2 separate regions of the Sus scrofa genome follow, and region 2 is linked to region 1. A link is a contact called in public HiChIP or PLAC-seq data. All regions are on one chromosome and are shown on one strand. The core of a region is the stretch at or near the end of the contact, and the rest is flanking DNA. Distances in the headings are between cores, read along the strand shown.

Evidence for each region. HiChIP or PLAC-seq counts read pairs in DNA pulled down with a chosen protein or histone mark.
Region 2: an H3K27ac HiChIP or PLAC-seq map of skeletal muscle shows a contact between it and region 1. The contact joins two enhancer-like sites. A contact is called at or near these places in 16 of 47 Hi-C or Micro-C datasets (alveolar macrophages, blood, embryonic fibroblasts and 9 more) and 2 of 2 datasets of contacts at active chromatin or transcription factors (alveolar macrophages and skeletal muscle).

What each region holds. Positions count from the first base shown.
Region 1 is chr14:133,945,206-133,951,410 of Sscrofa11.1, forward strand. All of the region lies in intron 6 of LHPP (phospholysine phosphohistidine inorganic pyrophosphate phosphatase), which reads left to right. Among named protein-coding and RNA genes, the nearest start is that of TRNAE-UUC, 53 kb to the left of the region's middle. Within about 2 kb of position 3,541, at least 10 of the 83 cell types and tissues checked have an H3K27ac peak or open chromatin away from gene starts, as enhancers often do. A contact at or near this core is called in skeletal muscle, where this site is marked.
Region 2 is chr14:134,114,483-134,120,687 of Sscrofa11.1, forward strand. All of the region lies in intron 1 of FAM53B (protein FAM53B), which reads right to left. Among named protein-coding and RNA genes, the nearest start is that of FAM53B, 18 kb to the right of the region's middle. Within about 2 kb of position 2,204, at least 27 of the 83 cell types and tissues checked have an H3K27ac peak or open chromatin away from gene starts, as enhancers often do. A contact at or near this core is called in skeletal muscle, where this site is marked.

The sequences.
Region 1 (6,205 bases), core at 2,291-4,790:
CCCATTTGCTCCACCATCTGCTAGACTTTGCTGGGCTGGCCTCTGCTTAGCTCTGGGCAGTCCCTTCTCGCACACTGAATTTGGAATTCCCAGCAGCTTCCTCTTGTTTGGCTGTGGGTCTTAGGGCGCTGTTGACAGCGGTGACAATGACAGCAGCTGGTGTGGAGGGCACACTTCCCCAGGGCAGGGTGCTTGTCTGTTTTTACCTCATTTAAAACTCATCGTCAGGCGATGCCTGGTTTAACAGATAAGGTACCTGGGCACCGAGTGGCTGAGTGATCTGTCTGAAGTCACGTGGCTTACAACAGCAGTACAGGTGCCCGTCCCGGCAGCCCTGCTCCCATGTGGGTGAGGATGGCACCGCCACCGAGAGTCAGCTCTCGTCTTCTGAGCGCTTGGTCCAGGCCGGCCATAGGGGATGCGGCCACTGTCACCTAGTCATTATAAACCGCCCAGTGGGGCTGTGGCTCTTGACTGTTGAGGGGACTGCAGCTCTGAGAGGCCATGTGTTGCCCAGGGTCCCAGAATTAAGTGGCAGCTAGGCTGGATTCAGACCCACATTCCCTTCCAGAAAACCTTGCAGTCCTGGTGCTCAGAGACAAAGTGAAGGCTGGAGTTGCAGCAGGGAAGGGCCTTGCCCAGCTGGGGCCCCACAGGTGCCCACCCCGAGAAGGTGGCCGTGCTTCCCCAGCACCCATGACCTTCCCCGGGTGGGCTCCTGCGCTGTCCTGACCCTTCCACCGGGGGCCTTCTTGCACTAGATGTGCTTGTCATCAAGGCCATGGTCCCATCTGCCTTGTCCCCACCCAACACCTTTGTAGGGGCCACTGCTCAGCCAGCCCTTGTCCTGCCATCACCCTCCTCGGTCACCGTGACCATCCCGCCTCTGCACCAGAATCTGTGCCCCAAAGCTCACACCGACACTGGCAGCGGCTGCTGGCTGGTCCCCTGTCTCCATCCTGCCCTCACCCTCCAGTCCACCTTCCCGGAGCCGGAAGGAGCTCAGACACAAATTCCCTCAAGCGCCTTCTGCGGGTTTCCCATGGCCTGTGGAGAATTCCTGTCCTTAGGAGCCCTGCTCCCCTCCAGCCTCACCATCGTCACCTTCCCTGGAGTCCCCCGCACATGGCACACTCCATTCTCCATCCCTTGGTGTGTGGCGGTCTCCTTTATATCAATTTTTAGATACTTAGAATATTATGGTTTGAGTTTGGTGTTGGGCATTTTCACTTAACACTGTATCCCACGGGTTGTTTTATTTTCCTGTGGTCTTTAATTTCTGTATCGCTCTCTCTCCTCTCTCCTACCCCCACCTCCAGAATAACGCGTTCACGAACTGCCGTGTGCCTCTCTCTCTCTCTCTCTCTTTCTCTGTCCCTCTCCACACACACACACCCCTGAGGGGCGGGGGTCGTCTTGTTTGTTTTTTAAAAAGCAGAATTGTATGTTTTTCTTTGCACCCAGCTTTTCTCACTTCGCATCCCGGACACCTGCCAGGTCCGCGGCAGAAGTGCTACCTCGCACCTTTTGCTCGCGAGTCCCGTGTCCTTCACACGGGTCCTAGGTGTGGGTGCTCCAGCCCCCTTGTTAATGCATTTGGACTTTTTCCTTTTCTTTTCTCTTCCAAAAAGAAAGAAAGAAATGCTTTCTAAAGCTTATTTTCATGTTTAAAAACTGTTTCCAGTTTCTCACTTAATGGTTTGGACTTTAGATTCCATTAATGATTCTGTTAATGCACGTCATTGGGGAGGAAAGAGAAGTTCTGGAAAGTCACAGCTGGTTCTCCCTGGTGTCCACCAGGCAGAAGTTTGAGCACGCAGAAGGGGTCAGCCTCTTTTCCATCTCCTGGGAACACACAGAGAGCCCCCTGGGCCCCCGAGGCCTCTGGCGTGGCTCCGGGTAGCATTGCCTAGAGTTTCTGGCTGTAAAGAGGAGGCCTGGGCTGATGGAGGGATCCAGAAAGAACAGTTCCAGGGCAAGGCCTGCCCAGGCTGGGGAGATGCTCAGGGCCCTGTGAAGCTGAGCTTATTTGGCAGTGGAGTTGTTGCAGATTTAACCAGTTAAGCTGAAGCTACACTGGAGTAGGGTGGACCCTTAATGCCATGTGGCTGGCGTCCTTCAGGAGGAGAAGAGGCAAAGACAGAGAGAGAAATCAGCCGTGTGACACCACGGCAGAGATGGGAGGGACGCGGCCACAAGCCAGGGAACGCCTGGGGCCGCCAGAAGCCGGGAGAAACAAGGAAGAGCTGCTGGATGGGGTGTGGTCTTGCCAACACCCCAATTTTAGACCTCTGGCCTCCGGAACTGTGAGAGAAGAAATCCATCTTATCTTCAGCCCCCTAGGTCATGGTACTTTGTTACAATTCCTGTTAGCCAGGCCCATGTAGACTAATTGAAGCAAACATCAGACATCACATCTTTAGTCTGAAAACATTTCGGTCCAGAGCTGGGGACAGGCAGGCTGGGGAGCGGTGGGGCGGGAGGGCCAGGGAGACTGCAGGTTGGGGACCCGAGCCGCTGGTGGGCTTGGGGGTTGGAAGCTGGGCTGTTAGGGCAGCCCAGGGCTGGGGGCTGTCCTGCTTTGGCCTCTGTATGATGGAGAGGTGTGTTGGACATGCAGGTGGAGACCCTGGCTGGCCGCAGGTCTTTAAGTCTGGATCTCCGTGTGACGGGCTGCAGCTGAGCCGAGCTGTGCATCTGGTTGGGCAAAGCCTCAGCTGACACCTGAGCCCTGGACAGTGACGTCGGCTCTTTCTGCTGTGTCTTTCTCATGGGACAAGGTCAGTGGCCTTGAAGCCTCCCTGACCTGGAAAGAACAGAGAAGGGGGACATTTTAGGATAAAGGCATGCATTTTTAAAGGCGTGACTCCTTTTAAGTCAATAGTGATTATCATGTTTAGTTCTGAATGGGAACTCATGTTTCTAATATGAAAATCTAGTCTAATTTCTGCAAAATAATTCCTAGCAATGCATCGCTGGCGTGAAAGCCTCCTAATGAATGAATCTTATCTGCTCCACACAGAGCTTTAAGGGAAAGGAAGGAACTCGGTTTCTAAGCCCTAGTTCTGGAAAGAAAGGGGCTTTCTTTTATAGTGCTGGTCCTTTTTGTTTTAAAGCCTTGGAAATTGATAGAAGAAGCCATTTGCTACTCTTTTTTTTTAATTGGAGCCCAGTGTATGTTGGATTCCTCTGGTGACCGGTGGTGTGATTTGCTGGAATGGAGTCTTCCCTCCATGGAAGGGGCTGCCAGGCAGGTGGGCCTCTGGCTGCAGCAAGAGGCATGGTCTCTGGATTCAAGAGGCCCAGGTTTGAATCCTGACTCAGTCAGAGCCAGACTGGGCCCTTTGGGGCCAGGGGTGAATCCCTGAGCCTCACTTTTCCGTCTGCAGATGGGTCTGGGCATGTCTGCCTTGTCAAGTGTTACAAGGATGAAATCAAATCACGAAGCAGCTGTAAAGCACCTGGCTCGGTAACTGCTGGCCATGGGGACAGTGCTGGCCTGGCAGGAAACGGGTGACACATGTCCTAACCTCGGCATGCGGGGCTGGTGGCTCCGAGGCCTGGGCGTTGGATGGATGCCTCTCCTCTTCCCGCCTGCAGGCCGGACTTGAACAGCCCCGGCGGCAGGGGACTCCTTCCTGGCCGAGGGAGCCTGGTCTCCTGCCGAGACTGCCCTTTCGGTACCCTCTCCCGACCTGTGCCTGTGGCCTCTGCCCTCAGGCAGCTGTGGGTCAGGGGGCTCTGGAGGGACCCCCCTTTATGGTTGTTGAGCCCTTGCTTGAGGATGACTGCCCCCCAGACACAGCCCTTGTTGAGCCGTCAGGCACGAGGCCCCTTCTCCACTGTCTGTGCGTCCTTGTGCTCAGACAGTACAGCTGCTTTTGTTCATCTGGAAGATTTCTAGAAACCCAGGAGGGGGGTATCATGTGTTTCACGTGCAGTGGGTGGTTCAGCTGCTGCGGCACCATCATAGCGTGTTTATGGGCACAGGGGTGTGTGCCTGGCTCTTCCCCTCGGTTCTAGGAAAGGGGCTCTGGATGCCAGCTGCAGATGAGGGCAGCCGGGGCTGCAGGACGGGGCCCGCTGGCCCGCAAGCCTGAGATGGCCAGGCCCGCTGCCCACAGCCTCCTCTGTGCCCCCAGGGTAACCGCCATGCTCAGAGCAGGAGCCTGCCCGCAGAGGGGGCTGGTCTGGGTGGGATCTAGAGCCATCACTCTAGGGCCATCACCTTGCCGTCCTGGGTCCTCTGTGTGGGCCTTGCGATGCCTCCACTGTTTTTCTTTTTTGTAGACATACCCGTGGCACATGGAGGTTCCCGGGCTAGGGGTTGAATCAGAGCTGCAGCTGCTGGCCTACAGCACAGCCACAGCAACATCAGATCCGAGCCACACTGTGACCTATACCACAGCCTATGGCGATGCCAGGACCTTAACCCACTGAGTGAGGCCAGGGGTGGAACCCACATCCTCCCTAAGTCAAGTTCTTCACCCACTGAGCCACAGCGGAAACTCCTGCGCCCCCACTTCTAATAGCTTGTCTCTAAAATGAGGCCGTAGGAGCCACTACCTCCTGTGAAATCGTGTCTTCCCAGGATTGGTACCTGTTGTCATCTTTGTCATGCCCGCCAGCACCAGTGCCCACCTGCCCTCCACAGTTCCTGAGGACACAGCCCCCAGCCTCAATACCACCTGCCTCTGAGACCAAGTGGAGGGGAGGCTGGTGGCTCTGATGCCCAGCTAGCCCTCTCCCAGAGGTGCCCAGCCTGTTCTGCTGCCTCAGGCTCCAGACTCCCACCTCTGCCCGCTGAGCCCTTCCACCGCCCTCTTGGCGGTCACCCTCCCAGGCTCCAGACACCCATCCTGGCCCGCGTGCCCTCACGGAAGCTGACCCCCCACCGCAGTGCCCTGCCCCACACGCTGCACCTCCTGATGGGGCTCCTCCCTCATCTTGATTGAGTGGAGGGCCCGCAGGAGTGAGGGTGGGGAGGGGGCCGGGCCAGGGCGGCAGCAGGGCTGCAGCCTTCTGAGTCCAGATGGTGACAGTCCCTCGGCTGGCTTGGCCTCCCGGGGAGCAGGTTCACAGCTGTGGGGGTCCCACAGTCCCTCTGCCCCAGCTTGGGGGCGGGGCAGCTGGCTTAGGAGGGAGTTCCGCCTCTGGTCCCCTCAGAACCCCTTCCCCCGACCGCAGGGACTTCCATCCTCTCCCCCTGCTCCGCTGGGCTGTCCCCATGGTCACCCCCTCCATCCTCCAGGCTGTGGGTGGGGGCTCTGCACGCCATCAGCAGAGGGGGGCCTGCCTTCCTGCTCTTGGCAGCCAGCTGGCCCTGCAGCCTCCCTACCCCCCACCGTGGAAAGTGGGTTAATAATATTCACCCCCATCCAGAGATAAGGAGAGAATCATCTCCCCCCGGGGGGGCCGAGGGCCTTAATTAAGGGGCTGATGCGTGTCCTGATCTCCTCGAGGGACAGAGGGGGCCCCTGGGCTGTCTTCAGGAGGGGCGACCAAGCTGGGCGCAGCTTTTAATCCTCCAGCCGTTGCCTCGCAGGCGGGGACTCCACCATCCCCCCCGCCCCGCTGCGGTGGTCATCTCTAAATCAGGCCTGGGCCTGGGCTGCCATCCTTTGGAAAACACCAGAGACGATGCAGCCCACCTCCCCGTCCCTGCCTCCGGACCCGCAAGTGCCCCTGCGCCTGTGCAGGGCCAGCCCCGTGCAATGCCCTTAAAGCAGCAGCATTTTAATAGCCTGACCCCGAGAATGAGGAGGAGCCCTTGGCTGATTTATATGCTATACGCTTGGGGTTTAATTGGAGCATAATTGTAATCCATATGCCTGTTAAGGTAATTACACTTATAAACCTAATATAATCCATAGATCAATGGATTCGGAGCTAATTAAGGCAACCGTAATTAACATTTACAAAAAACCTTGCAATTACCGGAATATCCTGTAAGCTGGCCTTTGGAGCTGATAATGAGGCCAGGCTCCACGCTCCGCAGCCTCCCAGGACCCTGCTTCTGCACCCGGGCCTCGGGTCCCAAGTGCCTGCGCCTTACCGCACTGGGGTGGGTGGGGCCAACGCCCGCCGTTACCACCCCAGGGCTCTGGGACAGGCACCCGGCTGATGGCCGTAGCACTGGGGGAACCAGATCCTTGTGACTCGGCTGTCCCCAGGGCTCCGCTTGTGTTCTGGCTTGATAAACTCA
Region 2 (6,205 bases), core at 954-3,453, 170 kb after region 1:
GCAGGGCCTCTGCCCAGCCCTGGCTGGGGCATACCAAGTGCCCACGCGCTGGAGAAGGCGCAATTGTGTTCCGTTATTTGATTACCTGAGGCATGTAAACAAAACATGATATTATACGAACCGGGGGGGGGCAGGCACCCCAAGATCATTTCCTCTGGGACATCTGAACTACTAACGAAAATTTTAAAAATGCTGGAAACCCTTTTAACAATCTCTTTAATGGCAAAGGGCTCTGAATAAAGGGTGATGCTTCCAGTGGGCGGCCAGATTGGCCCCTGCTTCCCCCAGAAGGTCACTGGAAAAGATTGTATTTTCTTGTGAATCTGTCTTTTGTCGGAAGGAAGCAAAACATTTCAGTCTTCCCATCTGGGTCACCGCCTCTGATCCTACGGTAGATACAGAATCCAATCACTCCTTTAAAAAAAAAAAAAGTGGGGGTGCTATGGAAAGGGAGGGCAAGAGAAAGAGGCAGTTACAACGTCTACGTGTCCCCGTGGTGTTAACAGACTAAACAAAATTTGTGTTTTGAGATAAAACAGAACCCTGTACCTCCACCTCCTGAACACACCAACCAACAGCGTGCTGTATGGAGAGCAGGCAGGCTCTGCAGCCAGACACACCAGAGGAGAGCCACCAGATGCTTGGCCTTCCAGCTGTGTGGCCCTGGGCCAGTTACTTGGCCTCTCTGAGCCTGTGTCTTCGGCTCTAACTGCAGGACGGCTTTGAGAATTAGAGGGAGCATCTGCAAAGCCCCCGGCCAAGGGTGAGCTTTCAACCACCACTGGGTCCTGCTGTTGTCCTTTGAATAATCCACACCCACCTGGGCTCAATGCCGCTGCACCCTCTTTGTGGGCCTGCATCCTGGGCTCTTGGGAACCATATTACACCAGTACAGGGGGGAGAAGCTGGTTCTTTGTTTCATGGGAGAGCGAACAGAGCCAGAGCAGCCAGGAGTTGGCCTGCTCCTGCGTCCTGGGATCAAATGCGCTGTTTACCGACCGCCCACTGCTTTCAACTCCTGAGAGGGGCCAGTGCAAAAAGTCCCTCCGGGGACTCCGGATGCCTAAGGGGTGCTGTTGTTTCCGTGACAGTCCTGCACAGTCTGGCCGGGCGGCCCCCATCCCCCCCAAGGCAGCTTCCCGAGCAGCCCCCACGGCAGGAGAAGAGAACGGTAAAGAAGCGGGGTGCCTGTCACACTTCTCCGTAACCCCTGACGTGATGTGAAATTCTACAAGGTAGACCCTTTGAAATGCAAAATCTTCCAGAGTCCTTCAACTGTGTTTTTATTTTCTCGGGTTCCTAAGACTGCTTTCAGACCCACCCATCAGCATTTCCCCTCTCAATCAACCCACACTTCACAAAAAAAGGAAGAAGAAGAAGAAGAAGATGGAAAAGGAGGAGGAGGAGGAGGAGGAGGCAGCTGCAGCAAAGACGTCTCTGTTTTTTGCAAAAGCTCAAGTATCTCCAGTTGCTGCGAGGGGAAAAAAAAAAATAAAAAGGCCTGTCCTCCGCTTCAGCCTCCCTCCAAGACAGCCTGAAGCCAAGTTTCCTCTGGAAGATTTCCTCCCATCCTAACCAGCGCGGCACCAGCTCTGCTGCTGCTCAGGATCTCGGAGGACTTGGTGAAGACCAGAATCCGGGGGGGCCCCCCCGTGACCAAAGTTCGGGAGGGCGAGGACCGGCACCACCAAAACCACAACCCGCAATTTTCGAGGCCCAAACCTTGATCCCAAACTGCGGGCACAGGAGGTTTGGATTAAACATCAAACAAGAAGTTACCTTAAAACAAAGTTGTTTGGCAAAGAAAATTACTTCACCATAAGAAGAACCCTGGGGAACGGTAAATTGCTTTTGAATATAGACTTTGCAGTGGCGCGGGTCATTCATCATGGTAATGTAAACTGCGCTAAAACAAAAAATTTTCTGAGCAAGTCTCCGGGCACATCAGCATATCTAAGCCGCTGGGTTTGTTTCCAAAGTTCACATCCCGGCACGCAATGAAACTGCTGTTAATGGGGTCAGCTATTACAGTGCAGTCCCCGACCTTGGGCCATAATAAAGGTGACTCAGCCGTGTAGAAAGAACCCTCATAAAGTTCGGCAGGAAACAAACATAGAAATTAATCACAGAAAGAGAGTCAATGATTTTGGAAAGTTTATTCATTGGGCAAGTTTAAACAACAACTCTCCCTGGACGATGAGACATCTCGGAGAGGGGCGGAGGGAAACCAGTCAGCATTCCCCACGGCACCCAAGTCCCTTTGTAGGGCGCAGGGCGGGACGGCAGCTGGACCAGGCGAGCAGAGTGGAGCCCGGCAGAGTTAAGCTGCGCTGAGCCCCGCCAGACCCGGCCATGTGCTTCGTGTTGGCAACAAACCGGTCCTTTCAAGAGAGGAAGAGGCTGACAAAAAGGACAGCTGCAGCAAAGCAAGAAGCTGAGAGGCAAAAACCTCGAAAAAAGCCCTGGGTTTGGGATTCTCTCAAGTCAAAAAAAAAAAAAAAAAAATCACCTCCGGGGTTTGCAAGGGCTAGTTAATCTATTAAAGTGTCCCCCTTGCTGGATCAATTAAAGAGAACCTCGGCACATCTGGTTTCCATCTAAAACCGAAACCTGTATTATCAGCATATTACATAACAAATTATGCCTGCAGGTTTCTTTTATTACACATCAGAGAGGTGTGTATAGTGATGGTAATGATGGGGGCTGTGCTGATGTATTTGCTTATTTCAGTCTTTTTTTTTTTTTTTTTTTTTTTTTTTTAAGGGCAAGAACAAAGTTTTCCACACAGCACGCAATTCAAAAAAGTCGCACTGCCTGCATGAAACATCCACAGTGGGCCCAGGCTCCGTCTTGAGGGCCCACAGCATCAAGCAGTGGGTAAGGGCGTGCTTTTTTAAAGAGCAAGGCAAAGATACACCAAATTGCTCCGAGGCGTCCTCTGCTGCCAGCTCCCGGATTTTACACAAGGCTTCCTCCTCTCCAGCCTCCTGCAGGGGAGGAGAGCGGGCTGGCCTTTCCTGAGCTTCCATCATGGGTCAGGCGCCTGCTCCCTGAACCCACCTAAGGGACACCCAACCCACTAGGTTCCTAGAGCACAAGGGGGATGGAGAGGCAGGCAAGACTGGAGGAATCAACAGGGGAATGAAGACTCAAAGGAACGGAGAGAGAGCCTAAGAACTAACTACAGGACTTCCCATAATATGCCATTTAACTGTAGCCACCACGTTTACAATAAGGTATCGCCAAGCTTTTCCTCAAAGAATTTTATGAACTTCTAAAATGCTACTACATGCAACATACCCGAAGTTGAAAACAGAGGAAAGAAACTGACTGAAAACATCATCAATCAAAACAGTGGAATGCTCTACTTGTTCTGCCAGCCTTAGGACGTTCAAGTCCACTTCTTCAGCAACTACACTGCTGGCTTTTATTTAAAAACTTGTCTTTGATGTTTAAATGATTGCACAGCAACATCACCTTCTCATGGGAAAAGAAGTCCTTGAGCAAAATTACTGTTGTTCTCTGGAGGGGCATTTGGGAGGAAGACACAGACCTGCCCCGTGGCTCTCCTTCATTTTCTGGACTGGAGCAGCACCCTGGGAGCTGGATCAGCAGGTTCCTAGGTCTGCAGCATGGCTGGCAGCATCCAAGTACTGACGCCAGGTCAAGGGCTACCCATCCTGAATTCAAGACGCAAACTTTCTCCCACTAATGCAGGCCTACCAACTAGGGCAGATGGCTGGGTTTTTGTTTCTCTAGTTATCCTTATCACAGCTAAGGAAAAAGGGGAAAGAAAAGCAAGAAACCCCTACAGATCTGCAATTCTGTATCAGAACTGTAACTGAGACAAGTTACTGTTAAGTAGATAAATTAAAATGAAACCAAAACCTGGCCAAGTCAGGAACAGTGAGTTTCACCCAGTCTACTAATTCCATTCCTTCCCAAGTCCCCAAACCTGGTGGCATCTTTTAACCTAGAGTCCAGGATCTTGAGCAAGAAGGGATTCCTCTTCCAGCCAGTGGGAACTGCTGGGAACACATATGCTAGTATGTCATTTGGAAGTCTGCTAATATGTTGTAAGCAGCACAAGACGCTTGCCTGGCTTCCCAGGCCAATAAACAATGCCGTTCCAACTCCTGCGGCAGTCAATAGAAAACAGTCCCTTGTCTCCACCATCCAACAATTCAACAAACATTTGTTCCTGTTGAACAACCGTAAGCCTGACTCCATCTGCACCCGCTCCTGCAAGGCGAGCGTGGTGGTGGTGGTGGTGGTGGTGGTGATGACGGCGGCGGCGGCAGCGGCACAAATGCCCTGCCCAGGATCCCGGGCCCGGAATGCAGCCCACCGCGGGGGCCACTTGCCCAACACCACCGAGTCCGGAGACTGTAACGTATGGAAGTCTCGGAGTGTGGCCTATAGGAGGCAGAATCCCATTCATCAATTGCTGCAAAGAGCTGTTCTTTGTTCACCATCGTACGAAGTACAGTACGTGTTAATGAACCCCGGCGGTCAGACAGAGGGAGCCTGCTTCAGGGGGCGTCGGGGGGCGAGGGACTCGAGCAAGTCGGCTCTGGAGACTCGCCGGTGCTCTGCCGCCCCGTCCCGAGCCACCAGCATTGTTCCCCAAGTCTGCGGGCGGGGGTGGGGAACTGGGGGGTACCCCAGAAGCCACTTGGGGCAATGCAAACCGAGGGCCCTTCCCGGACTCTGGGCGTCCTCCCCTCCTTCGTCCCCGCCCCATCAAGAGAAAGCCCGAGCGGAGAAACCGACTCCCACGGGCTTGCAAATCAAGGGCTGACAAAAATGTGACTCGACCAGTGTGCCCGTGCCGGACGGCCCTTCTCGCCATGTGCAAAAGCCACGCCGCCGGCGCACGGCCGCCCCCCGCCCCGTAAATCCCGCAAGTCCCCGCCGAGGCCACCCCGGGGGCTTCCCCCGCCCGGGACAGATTGCCCTCTCACTCCCAACGGGACCGCTCCGGCTGATCCAGAAGCCGCAGAGCCGGCCGCTGAGGGTCCGCATCCCGGGGGTGGCGGACGCAAACTTCCGCGAACAAAAGAGTTGTCTGCAAAGGATGCGGGAACTTCGAGGCGAGCGGGGACGCCTGTGTCCCGGGGCTCGGCGCCTCCGCCACTGCCGCGAGCCAGGGCTCAAGTTGAGACGCAGAGAGGAGGACACCCCCGGGCACAGCAGTCCCCGCGCCAGCCCCGGGAAGCGCAGACTTTTCCGCAGGGGCCGGGCTGGCTCGTTCCCCTGGCTGCGCTCTGACAAGTCTCACGCATGCACCAGCGGCGACTCGGCGCCCCAAGGAACCACCCGCCCCAACGCGAAGCAAGGCGGAAAAAAAGGAAATCGGCAAGATAAAAATAAAAATAAAAGGGCAAGCCGAGCACACACGCGAGCTGGGCTCCCTCCAGCTGGCTGCCGGGGCGCACACGACAGGGACCTCCGCTCAGGACCGGCCCCCTCGGTCGCCACCGCCGCCGCCCGGCCCCGGGTCGCTTACTGTGCGCGGCAGGGCGCTCCGGGCGCGGGCCCCGCGCCGTCGCCGCCGGCGCTCGCCAAGTCGTCCGGGCTGCCCGCCGCGCGTCCGCCGCGCGCACGCTCTCCTGCCGGCGCCGAGCGCTTTGTACCGAGCGGCTCCCAGGGAGGAGGAAATCGACTTGTCACTTCCTGAACTGTTTGCAACTCGTCCCTTTAACCGGCCCCGGCCAGGCCGCCCGCGCCCGCCGCGCCCGCCGCCGCCGCGGGGCCGCCCGACCGCGGCTGCGTGTAGCTGGGTCCGGCGCTCTGCGGGCGGCGTCGCGGGCCCGGGCGCTCGGCGCGGCGGCGGCGGCGGCGGCAGCGGCGGCGGCGGCGTGCAGGAGCCGGGCGGCGTGCGGCGGCGGCAGGCGAGTGTGCAGTGCGCGCAGCCGCCGGTGGGCGGGGAGTGGGGGGGCCGCGGCGCGCCGCCGGCAGGGCTAGAGGGCGTCCTGCGAGCCGAGCCGCGCGCCGAGCTCGCGCCTGCGAGGCCCGGGAACGCGGGAAGTAGCCCCGGGTCCCGGGCCCCGGGCGCGGCGCTGCCGCCGCCGCCGCCGCCGCCGCCGCGACTGCCCGGGCGGAGAGCCAGAGACCCCGCGGCCGTCTCCCCCCGCCCCCCTGCACGAGCCGGGATGAAAACCCCGGGCCGCGTGGACTTCAGACGTCCAGCTTCCGGGTTGTT